2 separate regions of the Xenopus tropicalis genome follow, and region 1 is linked to region 2. A link is a contact called in public Hi-C data. All regions are on one chromosome and are shown on one strand. The core of a region is the stretch at or near the end of the contact, and the rest is flanking DNA. Distances in the headings are between cores, read along the strand shown. Region 1 has its middle 58 kb from the start of nr4a1. Region 2 has its middle 32 kb from the start of grasp.

Region 1 (7,106 bases), core at 636-3,135, 90 kb after region 2:
CCCCAGCTCTGAACTCAATCAGTGCCTGTTATAGGTCAAGCTTGCTGGTTCCTATGTGCTCTGATTCCTGTTAGTGCTAGTTCCTACATGCTGTGCTTTCCTGCTCCTGTCCCTTGCGTTGACCCCTTGGTTTTGATCATGGTTTGTTCCTCATCTCGAGTTTTCCTCATGATTCTACAGTTGTTATCTGGTTCTGACCTGTCCTGTCTGACTAAGTCCAGTTTCTTTTCTTACTAGCTAATTCCATGCAGTAAACATTTGGCTTCCTTCTCTGTCCTGTGGGTGTCAGTGGATTCTCATGCAGCAAGTCCTGGTGGCACTCAAGTTGCTGAGGGCCAGGCCCAAAAGGTGGCTTTATAGGCAAAAAGCTTAGACAGGAATCCAGAAACATCCCTTGGGATGGGGCTTAATATACTGTATGTGACAGACCCTTACAGTCGTGCCCCTCTTTGGGACATCCCTATATTCTATATTCGTGATTGTTGAACTGATGGGTGGTTCCCAGGCCCAGACTTGTGGCAAGGCCACAAAGGCCCAGGTGTAGGGCGGCATAACTTTTGGAATGGCATGCCGCCCAGCCTCATGTGGAATTTGCTCCCATATGGAGACTGGGGAAGGGGTGCGCAGTATACTTCAGCACATCCTGTCCTTAGTGCTCTGTATGTGAGCTGTTAGGTTGTGCGAGCAAGTGATCCTGAGGGGGAGGGGCAGAGAAAGGGGGCAGCCTCTGAGCGCTGAAATAAAAGTCTGGTGGTTCCAGGGTACTGTCACTTCAGCTCTCCTTACTGGAGCCTCTGGATGCTCTTCTAACTACCTTTAGTGTATGTGCGAGGTCACACGAAGCGTAGATCTGCTTCTCACAGTCCTACATTTTTCAGTCAGGCTTAGAGGAGCGGATACACTTTTCTATGCTGCCCATAGGAATTTGCTTCAGTGCAGCCACACACAGTGGAATGGAGTGAAAATCCGCCTGTAAAGCGTGAAAGTGGGCATTTTTGGGCAGATCTACGCTCTGCTCTGCCGCATGTGGCTGCGCTGAAGCAGATTTGGTATATTTCAGTGCAGGCACACAGGCAGTGTAGGAAAGCAGATCTGTTTCTGACAGTGTGACTGAGAGAAGCAGATCTATGCTTTGTGTAACCTCGCCCTATCAGTCTTACCCTTAGGGGCAGATTTATCAAAATGTGAGTTCAGAACTAAATACATAAAAACTCACATTCTATTCATTCCTATGGGATTTTAAGAGGTGTCTTTATTAATGGGTGAAAGTTAGGACTCTTTGATAAATACACTTCTAAATACCCCATAGGAATGAATAGAACATAGGTGAGTTTTATGTATTAAGCTCTTAACTCACATTTTGATAAATCTGCCCCTTAGTGTTCATTTTACAAGAGCTGACCCTCAAATAGATAGTCCTACCTCAAGATCTTCTACATCCTACTGAGACTTAATTTCTCAGGCTCTCCAGTAACGCTCTCGCCTCATCCTCAGAGCACTGTTCCAACTAAATGGGTTCCACAGTATAAAGTTCAAGCCAGACTGACAATCTGTATATTCTATCAAATAACATATACCATGAACATTTGCATTAGCTGGACAGAAGCAAAATAGGAAGGCAAATAATTCAAAAACTATATAAAAAAACTTGAAGACTAAAAATTGCTAAGAATAGGACATTTTATATGATACTAAACATTAACTTGACTATGAACTGCCCCTTTAGTAGAAAATATGCACGTAATCCCTGGGTACCCTACGGATGACACCGTGAGAGGCTGAGACTGCTTGCGTTGGGAGAACAAGGCTGCGCACACAGACAGAGCTGAGCTTTAGAGCAATGTAAGATGTGTCTCTTCCAGCCCTTCCTGTCTGCCTTCCTCTGGGATGTTGTGCAATGCCTTGTGTGAGGTTCCCACCCAGACGCACTTCCTATTTCAGCACAGGGGAGATACACGCTGCTATGTATTTACTCCGGCCACAAGTACATATTAGTAGATAAACTAACCCATCAAACTGGCTCCAGGCAAAAGTACAGATATACATTATCCAAATTATACATCCCATACAAATTACACATCATTTACTTAGATAAAAAGAACACAAAAAAATGATTTTAATGGGCCAACTTGAAATAGCATGTATAAATCTGGAGTCAAACGAACCAACATAATATTTGTCCTGCAAGGTGTATGTGTGTTTTGTCTGTGTTTTTGTCTATGTGTGTCTGTTAGTGTGTGCGTGCCAATCAAATCTGTATGTGGAATTTTTTGGGGAAAACATATATATTTCCAGCTATGTCTGGCAGTGTATATGTATATTCTTATATGTGTATTTAGTTTATCATCAGTAAAAAGATAACAGGTTTGACATTATATGTATAATCAAATATCTAACAATTGTTATGGACAGGCTTCACCATGTTATATCACTCACCGGCCATTTCTATAGAAGTGCAGGCCTGGCCCCAGCCTTAAAGTGATACTGACACTAAAAAACTACTCTTCAAAATATTAAAGTACATTAAAAGTTCCCTATAGGTCATGTTGATTATTTTTCCCTGATAGTGCTGCTTTTGTAAGTAATTGTCACCGACTGTCTCTTTTCAACCTGTCAGTTATAGCTTCTAATGCTAACGGCCTCCTGCTGCACAAATATGGCAGCCCCCTCATAGAGGAACATGGGGGATCAGATAGGGAATGTAAACACTTTTATGGTATGAAGATATATGTTATAATAGTTGTAAAAAAAGGCTTATTTTCTGGTGTCAAAATCTCTTTACATATGACATTACGGAATCTTCAATTCTTTAAGAAAAAACTACCTCCTTAGACTGTAGTTTTCATGGGGTAAAACCTTAGACAGGATTATCTCATAGAAAAGATCCTGGCTCTATATTGTGTTAACAACTTTTTCCTTGCCAATCAGTGCCAATATTATGAAGAACGCTGGGCAAATTTGCACCAGAGCAACAATCCATGCAACCAATTAGATATTTGCTTTTAATTTAACTGCAGCCGGCTAAAAAAGCAAATAATTAATTGGTTGCTATGGGTTACTGCCCGGGGCAAATTTGCCCTGTTTTCATAAATGAGTCCAACTGTGTGTGTCTGAGCCTGTAGCATTTCTGCGTGCGTGCGTGCGTGTGTGTATGATCACACATGCAAAGGCCCATTATAATGTATGTGAATGCTTGCCTGTGTAGAGAGGCTCTTTATAAACTGTCAAGACTGTTACCAAGTCTGAACTGGTAATGACCATAGGCTGTAACTGTGTGTTTATACTACAGACACGAAAGCTTCTCTCTAGCAAATGTAAGAATATACTGCCCTCATGTGTCAGCTCCATATACTGCAAGCTCTGCGGGATAGCTTACTCTGACTCTCCCTCACCTCCATTTACACACAGTTGACCAGTCACTTCAAATGTTCTGGGTCACCTGGCTGTTGCTGAACTACAAGTTCCACACATTAACACAGAATGTGCTGGCATCTGAACTGAGATTCAAGAGGATGAAGATCCATACACACAATGTCACTCTGACTGGATGTAACAGAGAGGTGCAAAGCAAATAACAGCATTATATAAGAGGAGCACTGCACATTGCCACTTGTTTCAAGCAGGGTGTCAGTATCAAGAGGGCGGATAAATGTGCAGCAGCCCTATAGGCAGAACCAATGCTATTATGGTATTAAATGTATAATCCAAGATGACCATAACTCTGGATACCTTTGGGTGGATTTATAAACATAGATGCTAAATTGCAGTTACCAGAACAGTCTGCCACAACTTAGAAAATAAAAGCAAAGATCTGACTAGTAATGAGTGAATCTGTCCTGTTTCGCTTTGCCAAGAAATTCGCAAATCTTTAAAAAGTTTAGCGAAACAGTGAAAAATACGCAAAACGGCAAAAATGTTGCGCATCAAAAATATTGGGACATGCATCAAAAAACATTGTCGTGTGTAATTTTTTTTTGATGCGGCCGACAATTTTTGGTCACATGGGGAATTTTTCCATGCAAATTTTGTCATCTATTTTGTGAAAAAAATCTGCCAATGGAGGAACGTGGAAGTTCGCCACAAAACCATGCCTGCCGAAAAATTTCTGTCTTGACTGCCAAGAAAGAGACAGGGTTTGGGCAGATCAGAAGCAGGGTCGGATGGATTGTGGGCATGGCTTGCCAGATTTTTGACACCTCACAATTTGTGAAATTCTGCACAAAGTACTTTCTCCCGTACCCACACTGTGTGCCTTGCACATGATTTTATGACTAGCTCAACGTTCACAAGTGCAAAATAGCACTATGCAAAATACCGGCCCTAAACAGGCCTTGAGTAGAAGGTTCTGAATCCCTTTGTCACACACTAAGCAAGGGTTGTACCATGGGATGCCCATAGGCTGCTCCTCTTGCATGTTGTGCCAGGAGGCACTCCCAGTGCTGCATACAAACATGGCTGCAAATCTTTGTGCTTCATTCGGGAACTGCAAAGATTTGTGCCTATGAGTAAGGTGCGTTGTGGGGAAAAAACATAAGAGCTTTGCTCCTTTCGCCCCATAAAAAGCCCTCTGCTATATACACTCAGACCAACTCAAGTAATATAGTTTTCGAGACATTTTAAGGTTGAGCTTTTATTTTATTTTAAAGGATGTGTAAACCTTAAAAAATATATTTTACATACATTTTTTTCAGAGCTATTTAACTTTTTAATTGTCAGTGTAATGGATTTTGTGACAACAGTGCCACCTGCTGGTCACTTGCTGCAACTGTACCTTTGGAAAGGAAAAATAGAGACCTCTTCTGATGTAACTCTGCAAATGCGCTAAGGAAAGCACCCTGAGCAATTTTTTTAAGGGAACACAGGTGCCCATTAGTCCCCTAGCCCAGAGGGGATGTGCAGGAGGAAAGCTCCTCACGGAAGATGTTTCCTTGCATCCATGCTGAGCAAAGTTGACACATCTGGTCATGCAAGGCAGAAGTATAGAGAAGTCTAAGATGCAATTTATGGGCTTACTTATCAATTTTTGAGTTTGTGAAACTAGAGGTAGGCAGAAGATACATTTGCCTTGGGTGTGATGGGGGGAATAAAATTGAAGAGGTAGAGATCAATGGCTCTCATTCCTGTCATTCCTTGTATGTATAAAACTTCCTATTCCCCTCTACCCCCCACCCAAGTCACCCCCCATACCTACACTTGCCACAAATGTTCATCTCCGGCTTCCTTGTGTCTCTTAATCTTCCCTGATTTGTACTCCCTTCGGCTGTCCATTCCACCTCCCTGAATAAGCTATAATACCTCTGGTCTGCTCCCAATTCCTGATTCTCTTCTCTCCACCCTCCAGGGATTAGTGAACTCTACTTCCTGACCTAATACTAGCTAAAAAATTTTTATAACTTAATCATAATTTAGTTCATTATAACGTAATCATAATGACCAGCCAATCATTTCCTATTATTTTCTAAGCCCAGTCATTTTCTATTACTTTCCTAGCCATCCCAGAAGCAGTCTCTTCAAAGTAGGCAAATAACTATTATTATTTATTCTCTTTACACAGATTCCTGCTTAGTTGAGAAACTGGAAATAGAGCTTGCTTTAGGGGTAACCTCCGGGCCCCAGTCTCCCTGCACTTACCAGAGCAGCACTTACATGCAGATGGAGTTAATGATACTTAGCTCGACACTGCAGAACACATTCTTTTAGTACATAAGGTGAAATCTGCAAAATTCTGTAAATAAAGGTAAATAAGAGTCATAAGTGCCTTTACATTTGTTCTGCCCCATCTTTTTTTTTGCAAACTTTTAATAAAATAGGATTTTTGATGATTTTTGAATATATATCTGTAGAATCTGCTTCTCTAGTTTAGGATGGGCTGTTTCCTTTTTGCCACAAGGTGGAGACATACACTAAATGATTAATAAGGAAGCAGGTCTAGCACACTGCATGGCTTAGACTAGGGGTGCCCAAATGGTAGATAGCAGTCTACCAGTAGATCACTTTAAAGCAGTGGTTCTCAACCTTCTTAATTCCACAACCCTTTAATACAGTTCCTCATGTTGTGGTGACCCCCAACCATAAAATTATTCCTAAGACCATGGGAAAGTTTTCCGATGGTCCTAGGTGACCCCTGTGAAAGGGTCATTTGACCCACAGGTTGAGAACCATTGCTTTAAAGTTTCTGGTAGACCTCAAAGCGGAATGCAGTGGGGTAACATCCCGTCACTTCATTTTCCCCCCCAGCATACTGGAGCTTTTGAGTGCGGCTGCTCAAGCCATCCGTCTTTTATCCCAGTATAGAAGATTGTCCCCACTGGGCTGCTGTATATATTTGTTTGCAATCCTTTCACATTAAACTTGAAGCTGGCACTTAGTAATAATGTTATGTGAAATGTGAATTTGGCGCAGCATTTATTTATTGCTATGTGTATTTGTTACTTTTTCTTGCTTATTGTGCCAAATGATAGTCGTGGTAGATCTCATGGCAGAGGCCAGGTGGCAAGAGTAGATCACAGCGTTTGGGCAAGAGTCTGGGCGCCCCTGGCTTAGTCACTTCATTTGAGAGTTCTAAATAGTAGTATTTGCCTATGTAAAAAGTGTCACTAGTAGCTTGCGGTATAGGCAGTAAGTAAAAGAAGGTATTGCTGAACAAATTTACTACATCTTTAGTTATTAAAAGAGAATGTATTATATTTGATTTGCATACTAAGCTTCTGGTCCGGAACTAGGGGTAGGCAGAAGAGGCAGCTGCCTAGGGCGCAACCAGGGCCGCCATCAGGGGTGTACAGGGGGGACAGTCGTCCCGGGCCCAGGCAATCTTCATTTTTAAAGTGGGCCCAGCCATGCTACAGTTTTCTGACGTCAGTACGCACGGGGTGCAACTTTATAAAAGGGCCTGTCTCTCATAGGAGCCCGAAGTCTTCAGGGGGCAATTGGGGGACTGTGTATGGGGGCACTGTCTTTAGGGGGTAATTGGGGGTACTGTCTTTGGGAGTTACTGTGTATGGGGGGGCCCTGGCCAGCATAGCATTAGGGGGGCACTGTGTATAGGGAGCACTGTGTTGGAGGGCCCTGATACTTTTTATGTCTGTGTGTCCTTTGTACTGATGGGA
Region 2 (7,252 bases), core at 3,817-6,316:
TTTAGGTGCAAAAATTCATATAAATGTATTTATATAGTTTTACGTGCTCAGCATGTTTGCAAATGCATAGAAAAAAAGCCCATGTGTAAGAGCAATAAACCAGTTGCTTGGTTAGTCGGTCGGCTTCTGGTTTGTTGAATGTATCAAGAGTCAACAGAGGAATTTTGCAGATACAGGGAAACATACCAACACCTTGCTAATAGTTCCCAGGTCAGAAATGAACTTGGGAACCCAGTAGTGCTAACCACTGTGCCACCATAGGTATATGCTTGGTATCATTGCCAGTGGATTGGATTTAACAACACTGCTGGCTTATTGTCACCAGGAATTTGAACTAAGGGTTATTTTTCAAATGAGTCTTTGCTTACAGAATACAGAATCTCTTCATATCCTTTTTACTGCTTTACATTCTTTGAATGAGGCAAGCGAAATACACTTGGTATTCCATCATTTTGTTTTAGTCTTTTATCTTAAAATGTTTCTATAATCACTAGTTTTGTGTGCGCCTCAAAACCCATGTATAACCCTTGATAATGGGCAGTAGTGTTGTGCTCCAAACCAAGCATGATTGCACTCGTGTAGTAGTCAGTTTCTTGCTAGCCAAGCGACTGCTTTCCTGTAAGCAAAAAGTATGGTTTTATTAGAGTAGTAAATCCTTGATGGTAAGATAAAGACTCAGGGTTCCAGTTTTTACACCACTGTAGCAAAGAGTAAGTTCAGAACAAAAGATAAATCTGACGTACAGCAGAGACAGATCCACTGTGCTTTTATAGTACTTTTTTTGTGAAACCAGGTTATAACAGAACTACACAAAACTCATCGCACACAAGATAATCATCAGGTTAGAAAGTAATCACATGCATCTTGTTCCTGAAGCTTTATGTTTGCAGCGTGTTTATTTTTAAAGGTATAAAATGCTTCCAGTGAAAAGTTATTGGATTACTTTATAGCAGTCCTTCCTGAGCCAGTGGGTGCCCTAGTCCATTGAGGTCCCGCTTTCAGGTTCGGGTGGATTGTGGAGACACTCTGGCTCTAGAAGAGATGGATTTGGTACTTATCATCCAGGTTTTCATTGTTTTGGATAAGGACTGTAAAAGAACCACTTAGACACTTTACCTCCTCAGTATGCAAAATGTGTAAATAAACTGTATAATAGAGAATCTTTTGTTAATATAAAAAGCTGTTCAGTTTCTGCTGTACATTAAAAGTTTGTTTTATTCATGTTATTGGTGTGTATTGTTCTATTCAGTGTTACTGTGTGACTACGGTAATCCCGATAGGCTTTAAAAAGAACAGTAATATATTTTAATACAAAGAAATATATTCTGTGCCTATCCAATATTAATCGTATGTGTTTTCCAGTACTAACCCTGTGCTGGAGTAATGTTGTTTGAAAGGTTTGGGTTTTTTTTTTCTAATATATCCGCATAAACTTCGGGTTCTGTCATGGATTCCAAAGAAGGTGGTTGGCCAATAATTTCTATCCCCTGTGCTCAGCCTGCCTGACTTCTGGGTTAAAGCAGTGATCCCCAACCAATGGCTCGTGCATGTTGCTCACCAACCCCTTGGATGTTGCTTTCAGTGGCCTCAAAGCAGGTGCTTATTGAATTCCTGGCTGGCCAGTCAATGTAGTGCCTACTAAATAACCAATCATAGCCCTTATTTGGCATCCCCAGGAATGTTTTACATTTGAATGTGGCTCACAGGTAAAAAAAAGGTTTGGGGACCCCTATTCTAAAGGCAAAGTTGTGCATTAGCAAGTAATGTGTTGTGTCTAACTGACCTTCAAAATCTGACACTTGACTCCTGTATGTCTTTTGATTTATGCGTGCAAATTCCTGTGTGTGCCGTCACCTCTGAGATATATATAAAATAATGCAGCAATTGCAGTGATGCTTTAAATTCTGTGAAAGCATAGATTTATAGGCACACTCCACCCTTGCCATACAAAATGCATTAAACATATACCGTTCCTGCCATAAAAATTGTGCAATGTGCTGAGCAGGCTGAGTAATTATAATTATTAAGTACATTAAAAAAAAATATATATATATATTTTTATGATGAGCTACTGTTGAAGATTCACACCAAACTTTGCATTAAAGTACCTTGTCCCTGTGATGGGTTTCCAGTACTGTGGGAATGGAGGCAAGCTGGTGTTTGATAAATCTGTCAATGAAATAAGGAAAACCTTTATTAAAATGAATTCATAGAAAGCGCAAGGAGTGTAATGTCCCATATCCTAAATGAAGTCATTTAATTTGACAGGAGTGCCATCACCTGGTCAGAGTTGGTAATACAGCAGCTGGCTTTCTTTTAGGATTCAGCCTAATTGTTGGTCTAAAGTCATGCAACTGTTTTTTTTTTTTTTCCTTTCATATTATGCAAATTTTGGGACATTTTTCTGAAATTGTAAATGCAAATTGGGATTCAATATCATTTCTGTATTGGGATGATTCTTTTGCTAATGATTTGGCCAAAAATGATTTTGTGCATCTGAGGAAACTTTTGCATAGTGACATAATGAATGAGGTTGAATAAAGGCAAGAAAGCGTTTTTGTCTATGTGCCTGCCTAACTGCTGCTTGATCCAGAGGAAGGCAAAAACCCCAGCTGAAGCCTCTCCAGTTTCCCTCAGAAATAATATCTTCCTGAGTCAGGAGGGCAATTGGACCAGTCCCTAATTTCAGTAGCATTGTAGTTTTTCACTTCAGAAAAAAAATCCGAACCTTTAAAGCTATCCAATGAATCTGCCAGTACAACCACTTCAGTAAGAAAATTCCACAACTTCACAGCACTCTGGGTGTGCCCTTGTATCTGCTGGAAGGACCTACTGGTAAATAAAGCAGTACAGAGATTATTATGACTTCTTATATATTTATACATAATTATAATATTCCCCTTAAGTGCCTCTTCTACAGCGTAAAAGACCCAACTTGATCAGTCTTTATTTATAACTTTGACTCCCATACCCTTTACCAGCTTAGTTGCCCTTCTCTGGGCCCCCTCTAATACAGTAATATCCTGTTTGAGGACTAGGGACCAAAACTGAACAGCATATTCTAGATGGGGCCTTACCAGCGCTTTGTATAGGGGAGAATTCCACTTCCCGTGAATAAATAACCCTTTTAATTACATTTAAATGTGGCACGGCACTGAGAGGCAGAAGGAGAGGAGGTGTCTGGAGCATAGTAGCCAATGACTGTGGATAAAATGAAATTTGGTGGGCAGCTGTGGGATCAGCTAGCTACTTTCACACTCAGGCTAATGACACATGGGGCAGATTCTCTGCCTGTGGATAATTTGCTCCCTGATTGTGGCACCTGCACCCAGAGCTATTGCATCAACCCAGGTGCAGGCACACTAAGTGAATTCTGGGTAAAACTGCTTTCGTATGTAGTATTGCGCCTACAGTCAGGGGTGGGGGGTTTAGAAACAGTGCTGGAAAATCCTCTGATGTTGTTCTGCTTACAAAGTAGTAGGAGAATAGTAGAGAAGAGTTATCTGATGAAGAAGAGGCGCTTAAAATGGGATAGGATAACTATGTATAAATATATAATGGGATTATATAATAATCTCTCTAATGCTTTATATATTTCTAAAGTGCCAATTATATATGCAGTGCTGTACAATAGAACAGTAAATTAATACAACAAAACGGGGTCATCACAAAAATACCTAAATACAAAGTATGGAAATGAAAAAAAAATAGTTACAAGGTACATTTGCTATAAGTTATGAATCAAAGAGACAAGAAGATAGAGTTCCCTGCCCCGTAGAGCTTACAATCGAAATATTTACCAGTAGGTCTTCAAGCAGACACAAGGGCTGGAATTAGAAGAAAGGAAGTTTCATTGTAATATTTCAAGAGGGGGTTGAATGGTTTTTTAACAAGTGAAATACAGGGTTATTGAAAGTAGCTCTTGGTACTAAGCTGATCTTGGGACTGGTCCGATTGCCATGTTGGAGTCAGAAAGGAATTTTTCCCCCTTTGCGGCAAATAGGAGGGGTTTTAGAAGGCATTTTTGCCGCCTTCTGAATTAAATTGCAGTTATTGTCCATAAAGTGTGCATGTGTGCCAATGCTTTCAGGTAATGCCTCGACCCAAGGCTGCAGTATAGAGTTATTTTCTGCAGCCAATATTAGAAGCAGAATGAAAATCCCAGTTCCACGTCAACAAAACTTTGTTTTTTGTCTGCGCTGCACAACACGACTCAGGAGCCTATCGGCTACAGAGCAGGAACTGTCACCAGTTTAGGAATGCAATGAACTTCCTTCTTCATTCTTGGAGCTGGCAGCTTTTCTGTTATACTGGAACAGATGTAGGAGATGGAATCAGATGTATTGCTGAACTAGATAGGGAAAGGGAGCTAGTGCAACCATAGAATAATCAAGTAAAGGTACAACTAACATTTTATTGCACTGTGTATTACTCCCTGCCAAGGAAGCTCAGCTTGTGGCCCTCCAGCTGCTGCTGTTAAACTGCAACTGCCAGCATACAGCCGAAGATTTTAGGAGTCAATGGATTTTATTTTACACGAGGAATACCATAAAAGTACAGATTTTTCCACTTTGTAGAGTTCTTTTATTCTTTGCATTAACGGAAAAGTTGGAGACATGATATTCTCAAGTCTGCACTCTGTAATGTAGATATTTGCTTTTCCTTTCTCATCTTGTACAGACTTCTGTACTACAGAAGCATGCCCGGAGAGCCCACATATCAGAAAGCTAAGGGATCATCATACATTTTACCTTTATACAGCACTCTTAATGCATGTTGTCACAAGATGTGTCTAAAATTGGCCATACATTAAAATATCCACTCTTTGTGAGGTTGCCAAACGAATGTCTCTTTTCCCAATATGCCAACCTTGAGGTGGGCACTACCAGGCTGATCTGGTGGGCAAAAAATCAGATTACAGGCTGATGAGCTCCCCAGCCCAGGGCCCCATACATGTGCAGATAAGATGCCGGGGCTAAATTCATTGCCAGCTTAAAATTGGCCTGTATTGTGTGTTAGATGCAGATTCTGCATGTGGAATGATAAATAAATAAAAATTGTAGTAAATGCAGATAGAGGGCACCAGAGCACCACGTATGTTGCACCCCAGATGGGACAACAGAAGAATCTGAAAGGAACACAACAGTCAAACACAAAGTAAGTTTTTTTGCACAGAGATTTGTTTTGTACACAACTAACATCTCCGCTCATCTTTATTGTCTCTGTTTGTTTCAACTCTTCTAGTGATTAATATTTTTTTCTTGAAAACTCTTAGGGGCAGATTTATTAAGACACGAACGCTCGGAGCATTTATTCGAGCACACCGAGCGTATTTTCGCCAAATTTTTTGTGTCTTGTGTGACTTTTTCGTACGCTTGCGCTAAAAAATCAGAAAGGTTTTACCGCTGTTTACAATCGTTCGGTATGAAAATTTTGTGACTTTCGGATCACCAATACGATATTATCGTGACTAATATGAATTTTTCGTAAGCATTTTCGTGATATTTGCGATCTTCAGAAATTTTTACATCCAATGCGAATTTGTCCCATTCGGGATTTGGACTTGCGTTTTCATGAATGTGCCCCTTAGATAGAGACTGAGAGTTATTATAATAAATGCTCACGCAGATACATGAATACTTGTTATCTTCTTAATTATTGCCTAATAATATGCAACATTGTCAATAGTTATTCTATCTTGTGCCCCCTGCAACTGTTGCTGGGTAGGAATGAGATATCCAGGCTTCCTAGAGCAGCAGCTCGCTGAATAATTTACTGTTTGTGCCTAAATATTAGAGGCTGGCTTGTATGGCAATATGCAGACAATAGTAGATAAGGGGCCTATATAGGCAGCAAGGCTGATAAAAGACACTCTTCCACTAAACCATAGCCTTTTCTCTCATACTTTCCAGAAGCAAGCCAAACCTTCTCCCTTTGCCTACTTTAATCATTGTAGCAGAAAATGCATCTCCTTGTTTTTGTAGCTCACCTATTTGTCCTGCCAGTTGGCTTATTGAACCTCTGTTGGTTGCAGTCACTACTCCAGAAGCCCCAGCCAGCAGTTTATTATTTTCTTCTAAATTTCTTATTGGTCCTATAAGCTGATCACAGACATGGGCACCTATAGCATCCCCTTAAGCTGTCACATGATCAGTGGGCATGGGGACATGGGACACTCTATGTACCTATAGGTACCTGGAACTTGATGAGGAACTATAAGGAGTAGAAAGAAGGTGGTTTAGGGTATGAGCTAATGAACTGTATGAGATGCAACTTGGCTGCTGGTCTCTGGGTTTGCAAGGGTAGCTGGTCAGATCATTATTAATATTAATCAGTGTGTTGTATGGGGCTCTTTAACGAATATTGTTTTGGAAGCCACTGTTCCTCTTTCATTAAATTACACTATATTCCATCTCATTATTCCCCTTGTTGCCTAAATAATAATTCTGGGACCACCGTACCATTGTCCACAAGCTGCCACGAGACGTTAGGAAGCACTGAATCTGGCTGTCGCTGTTCCAAACATCTGAAAACCAATCAGCTGCTATTAATAAGTACAGCCGCTGACACCCTGTTTCGGCAGCAAAGTTTTTTTCTACTGGCTGCATAAAATATTATGCAGATTTTACCAGTAACCGTCTGCATAACACACACACACACACACACACACACACACACACACGCGCTGCATGCACTTTACATCGGGGTAAACAAGCATAAATTTCATTGTGCGACCACACAGAAGTGTTAGAGACCTGAATATGCCACTGTCTGCAACAATCAAGGAAAGAGATTGCAAATTTGTGATACTGGGAGTTCCACAAGTCCAAAGCCAGAGAAAGGCATCTCATTTGGTGGGGGTGGGGGGGGGGGTTATTGCCTAAAATAATGTGTAATATTGTGTAAAACAGTCCCTTTATGGTGAAAAAAAAAAAGTCACTTTACTGGACACTTTTATGTTTCCATGAAAAAATCAATTTCCAACAAAAGTCTGGTCTTGCTTTATGGCAAGGATTTTAGATATACTGTGAGGATGAGAGCAGGCCTGGACTGGGATTTAACTTTCAACTACACAGAATCCCAAACAAATAAATAGTGAGTGTCTATGGCATCTCACAGTAGCCCCTCTGAACCCACAGATTGCCAGCCCGGGCCTGCATGAGAATCAGCATCCCACAAGACAAAGCAGGACCAGTGAATCTTTAACTGAATATCTCATTAGCATTTACTGGCCGGATGCTTGAACTTAATA

Evidence for each region. A called contact is a pair of places that touch in the nucleus more often than the background predicts.
Region 1: a contact with region 2 is called in a Hi-C map of liver, with 5 times the contacts expected there. The contact joins two enhancer-like sites. A contact is called at or near these places in 5 of 5 Hi-C or Micro-C datasets (brain, gastrula embryo, liver and 2 more).

What each region holds. Positions count from the first base shown.
Region 1 is chr2:135,248,301-135,255,406 of UCB_Xtro_10.0, forward strand. No RefSeq gene overlaps it. Among named protein-coding and RNA genes, the nearest start is that of nr4a1, 58 kb to the right of the region's middle. Within about 2 kb of position 1,886, at least 6 of the 11 cell types and tissues checked have an H3K27ac peak or open chromatin away from gene starts, as enhancers often do. A contact at or near this core is called in liver, where this site is marked.
Region 2 is chr2:135,154,630-135,161,881 of UCB_Xtro_10.0, forward strand. No RefSeq gene overlaps it. Among named protein-coding and RNA genes, the nearest start is that of grasp, 32 kb to the right of the region's middle. Within about 2 kb of position 5,067, at least 2 of the 11 cell types and tissues checked have an H3K27ac peak or open chromatin away from gene starts, as enhancers often do. A contact at or near this core is called in liver, where this site is marked.